Linked DNA regions of Mus musculus: region 2 is linked to region 1. The links are chromatin contacts, called in public HiCAR-type maps. All regions are on one chromosome and are shown on one strand. The core of a region is the stretch at or near the end of the contact, and the rest is flanking DNA. Distances in the headings are between cores, read along the strand shown.

The links. HiCAR-type assays count read pairs that join an accessible place to other places.
Region 2: a contact with region 1 is called in a HiCAR-type map of fibro-adipogenic progenitors, with 4 times the contacts expected there. The contact joins two enhancer-like sites. A contact is called at or near these places in 2 of 115 datasets of contacts at active chromatin or transcription factors (embryonic stem cells and fibro-adipogenic progenitors).

Annotation. Positions count from the first base shown.
Region 1 is chr10:12,757,040-12,759,739 of GRCm38.p6, forward strand. All of the region lies in intron 2 of Utrn (utrophin), which reads right to left. Among named protein-coding and RNA genes, the nearest start is that of Utrn, 100 kb to the right of the region's middle. Within about 2 kb of position 1,337, at least 43 of the 459 cell types and tissues checked have an H3K27ac peak or open chromatin away from gene starts, as enhancers often do. A contact at or near this core is called in fibro-adipogenic progenitors, where this site is marked.
Region 2 is chr10:12,892,143-12,894,844 of GRCm38.p6, forward strand. No RefSeq gene overlaps it. Among named protein-coding and RNA genes, the nearest start is that of n-TLtaa3, 29 kb to the right of the region's middle. Within about 2 kb of position 1,414, at least 41 of the 459 cell types and tissues checked have an H3K27ac peak or open chromatin away from gene starts, as enhancers often do. A contact at or near this core is called in fibro-adipogenic progenitors, where this site is marked.

The DNA of each region.
Region 1 (2,700 bases), core at 87-2,586:
GATGAATGACAGGCAATCACCAAGTAGGGCAGGGCCACATCCAAAGGAAATATAGGGTTAGTCAATAGTGAGTCTCTTAAGGAATTGTAAACTCTGTGACCAGTACACAAGTATACACACACATGGACGCCTTCATGACAACATGTGTGTGCTCTGTCACGCACACACACACACACACATACACACACACTTAAATGAAAATGTAATTCTTAAAAAATGTCACATGGGGTCAGCTAATAGCTCAAATGCTTTTATCCAAAATCATGTTCAGCCAAGACTGAAAACCTGAATTCTGTCCTCAGGACCCATATGGTCAAAGGGAAGAAGTGATACAACACATTGTCTTCTGATCTCCATGTCATGTGAGCACACACACACACACACACACGAAATAAAACAAAACCTAATTTTTTAATTAAAAATAAATCAATTAGAATTTAGGCAAAAGGAGGCAAGCAAGAAAGAAAGCTAGCTAGCTTACAAAAGTACCACCAGAGTATCCTAAAGATGGTGGTCAAGAATATAGAGAATATTTTATTGTTTATTTTTTCTCATTGGTATTTGGGAATTAATAAAAATTGAAATGTCTTTTTAAGAAGAGGACATATGAGGCTGAAGAGATGGCTCAGCAGTTAAGAACACCTATTGCACTTCCAAAGGTCCCAAGTTCAATTCCCAGCACCCACATGGTGGCTCACAACCATCTGTAATGGGATCTGATGACCTCTTCTGGTGTTTCTGAAGACAGCTACAGTGTACTCATAAATGGAGGAGGAGGAGGAGGAGGAGGTGGTGGAGGAGGAGGAGGAGGAGGAGGAAGTACATACAGCTCTTAAAATAATTAGCTCTGTTGACATGAAATGAGTATCAAAACCAATGGGTAGCACATGGTTCAGCTCAAGGAAGCCTGCAGTGCCTCTGGTAGTACTCACAAGGAGATGAACCATCTCCAGGGGGATGGTGCTCCCAGCTGCTCTGACCACACATTCTGTAGCATCTTCTTTTCCAGATCCCATTTTTATGACTATTAACTCCCAAGATTCAAGGAGCAGAAAACAGCAGAGCACACACATCCGTGTCCCAGACTGTTTAAAGGGCAACTGCATGTGAGCAGCAACTCACACCAGAATCCAGGCTCCATGCTTCACAGCCCTGCCTCCTGTTCAGTGGATATAGATTTCGAGTCTGCAATTGTTACCCATGGGAATTTGTCTTTTCAAAAGGAGGAAAGCAGAAACATGCATTTTCTGCATTTTCAAGTTTGCATATTCTTCCCCTAACTGCACTGATGAAAGAGCTTCTGTAATTTGTAGTCTCTCGGCTCTGCCAGATGAGCAGCTCTGAAAGTGAGCCAAAGAAAGCGCAGGCTCCAAGTCAGGACACATTGCCCAACAGCTTCCCTGTCTCCCCTGGGAGAGCCACATGCAAATCAGACTCCAACAACTAGAAAGTCCAAAACTTTGTTGCATGGTTTTACACACCATGCAACAGTCTCAAGAGGGCTTATTTCTATTTGGAAATGTGTAGCAGAGAGCAGGGAATTCACAAATTAGTGGTGCCTCATGGGTTTTTGTTAACATTCCTGCACAGCTATACTCCCGGACACTACAAGGCAATGATGACCAGGGGTGTTTAATGGATAAAAACATAAAACACAGTTCCTCTTAAAACTGCCCCCAGGTTTGCCTGAGGCCGTAAATAAATGAGCAGCACACCCAGGAGCGAGCGTTTCTTAACCCTTTATGCAGCCAGTTTCTCCTTTGCTCTTCACCTCTATAAAACATCAGACCATGACTGGCTGCAGTGTGAACTGCCTTTCAGGACCCCAGGGCTCTGAAGCATTGTGGACTCGGGCAAATTAACAAGCACTTCCAGCTATATACATCGATAATAGGCAGACATCTGCTTGGGAAGATACACCAACATGAAACATACACGTAAGTGTCCTCCGGTGAGGGAATTGTTTTTAGCTTCTGTATAGCCACATATACTTCCTAGGAAAAGATAGTTTTAGATCCATATCATTCAATATGATCAAGCCCTTCATCCTTAATTAAGGAGACAACTAAAAAATCATGGAGCTTTAAGTCAAGTTTAAGTTTTTTCATTCCCTGTGAATTAAGTAGTTGAGGGTCAGGATGAAGAATTCTACTGAAAGATGGAGAGATAGCTTAGCACTGGCTGCTCTTCCAGAGGTCTTGAGTTCAATTCCCAGTACCCACATTGTGCCTAAGGCCCCTGAAAGAGCAGCAAGGGCTCTTAAGTGCTAAGTCATGTCTCCAGCCTACTCTTTTCATTTTTAGTAAAAACAGTAAGAATCTCAACCTATTGTATCTATTTTCATGAAATAACACTAGGTATTTTGTACTCAAAACATTATTATATTTTTATTTATATATCTTTATTATTTTATATATTATAAAATTAATATATTATTATATATCTCTTTCCAATAAAACTGTCTCTAGCTGTTTTCTGAACATATAGTTTTAGACATATTTAAAAAAATGTCTGTGTTACTGTCACTCATTTCTTTAGTAAACTGTCTTAGTCAGGGTTTCTATTCCTGCACAAAAATCATGACCAAGAAGCAAGTTGGAAAGGAAAGGATTTATTCAGTTTACACTTCCACACTGCTGTTCATCACCAAAGGAAGTCAGGACTGGAACTCACACAGGAGAGGAACTTGGAGGCAGGAGC
Region 2 (2,702 bases), core at 164-2,663, 140 kb after region 1:
TACCAAGCAGCAGCTGCTAGCAGAGGAAGATCTACGTTGTAACAGCCCCTGGAGCCCTTACTTTTAAGAATGGAGAATACTCCCTCCCTCCTTCTCTTTTTCCCTCCCTCTCTTTCTTCCCTCCCCTGTCCCCCACCCCACCCCACACCCCCGGTTCCATGTTTGCCTATGAAGCTCATACCAAAGATGGAAACAGCTGTATGTCCCCGGTCACAACTCACCTAGGGTACTAAGATCATGTCTGGATATCACCCTGTGACATTTTTCAACCTACCTTCCTCCTGGACACCAGCTCTTCCCACCCAAGCCTGTGTATTTCTGAGAGTTTATTCTCTACTCCTGGCCAGGGAGTGTGTCGCCCTCTGTCTTACTCTGGGTTTCTATTGGTGTGAAGAGACACCATAACCAAGGCAACTCTTATAAAGGAAACCACTTCATAGGGGCTGGCTTACAGTTTCAGAGGTTCAGTCCATTATCATCATGGTGGGAAGCATGGCAGCATGCAGGTAGATATGGTGCTAGAGAAGGAGCTAAGAGTTCAACATCTTGATTCACAAGGGGCAGAAGGGGACTCTGTTCCACACTGGGTGTAGCTTGAGCATAAGAGACCTCAAAGCCCACCTCCACAGTGAAACACTTCCTCCAACAAAGCCACACCTACTCCAGCAATACCTACTAATAGTACCACTCCCTATGGGCCAAGCATTCAAATGAGTTTAAGGGGTGGGTCATAACTATTCAAAACACCACACCCTCCTTTGGGTATTTTTTTTTTTCAGGATTTTTAGGATTTTTGGAGGATTCCCTCTGTTTTCTGATAGGCTGAAGTATGTGGTATAAGGCTAAAGTTTTCTCATTAGCTTGCTATCCTGAGGGAGAAGCCTGCCTGGGATATAGATCCTTCAATGAGTATGAAGCTGAGGAACAAGGGAGACAGTGAATCCTGAAGCCTGGGATCTCTGTGATCCCCAGTGTCTCCCAGTCTTTCCTGGATCTCCTGCCGACGTTTGTAACTGGGCAGCCTCAGCTTAGCCTGGACTTCAACACATTCATATGGTTTATGAGGGGTTCTAACAACACAGAAAAGTCTGGAGTAGTGAGTGTGTGCAGGGCTGTGCTAAAGACAAGCCTTAAAGAGATATAGCTGAAGGAACAGTACTGGGGGCACTTGTCCCTGGAAGGGTGGGAAGTTAAAGGGGCAGGGTGGGTCCTAAAGAGATATCTCTTCAAATAGCAAAGAAACTTCATGTTGTGAGAGTGATTATGTGTGTTGTGTTGGGCTCCATGGAGATGAACTGGAATCTGTGATAGGAAAGTCCTGGAAACAGGTTTTAAGTCAAGATGTTGACATTCTTAACAGTCCAGTCTGTCTGGAAATGTGATGACCTGCACTGATACTCTGTTTTCTGTCTCTCAGAAGGGATTTTGGTGACTCACCAGAGCTAGAATGGGTCCAAATGACTCACTGAACAGTGAGGTTTTGTGTATGTGTGCGTGCGCTTGCGCATGCCTGTACATGTGGTAAGTGTGTGTTAGTGTGTCTATGTGTATACATGAATGAAGTGTGTGTGTGAAGTGGAAACTTAAGGGTATTTTGGAAAGTTGGTTGGATGGTATTTTGCTGGGGCAAACACATGAAGGAACATTTAGCTGAAGCACACACAGGTGAAAGACTAAGGCAGGCTCGTGAAGAAATGTTTGGCTGAAGAAAAAATGTTCTGCTAAAGCAAGCACATGAAAGGACACGTGATGAAGGATTCTTTGCTAACAACATCCACCTTACATGGCATAGTTGAGCTGCATATGTCGGGACTCCATAGAGAGAAACACACCAAAAGAACTTTTGGTGGTGTGCTGCAGTTTCTTGCCACTTCCTCAGACTCAGGCTGATTGGCAGAGTGATGTCAACTGAGACCAACTTATGTTCTGAGGCAAGACCCACGGAGGACTTGTGATGTATAAATAGGACCAGACTGCCCGTGATAGAGGCCGAGCTTGGCTTGCTCACAGAGCTAGCTGTGCAATGCTGGTGGATCTCACATCTTCACTTCCCTGAGAGGCACAACGGAGAACTTCTCCTGGTGTTCTTCCTGGTCCCTCCTGCTGACTTGCCCAGAGGCTGAGGCCTGGCTGTCTCTGCTCGGTTGTGAAACTGGACTGCTGGTGTATCTGTGATGTCACTGTGAGTGGATTGAGTTGCCGCTGCCTGCTGACCTGTGAACTGAACTACCGATTTCCAGACAACACAGATGGGAGTTGCTCCAAAGAACCTTTCTAAACAGGTCCCCTTTCCCCATATTTTTTTCTTTCCTACTACCTCTGCTGGGTGGTGGGCTAAAAGGGAGGCTAAAGTGCTTAAGTGAGGTGTGCTTGAGTGTACAAGTGCATGCATGTGTGTGTGGTGGGTGTGTGTGTGAGCATGTGCAGTGTGTGTTCATGTGCATGTGTGTGTATTCTCCCTTTGCCCTGCTAGCACACAGGTCCTTAGATGTGCACACAAACCTTCCACGACTGAGTCAGCTCATATACTCCAACTAGTTTCTTCTGCTTTTCTTTTTCTTGTCAGTAATGGAGAACAAAGGCATGACTTCATATGTGCTAGGGAAGAGTTTAACTGCATGAAGCACATCCACAGTGATTCATGCAGGTATTCAAATGTAATCTTCAATTACTTTTAGCTATATGAGGATACAAGCTGTACC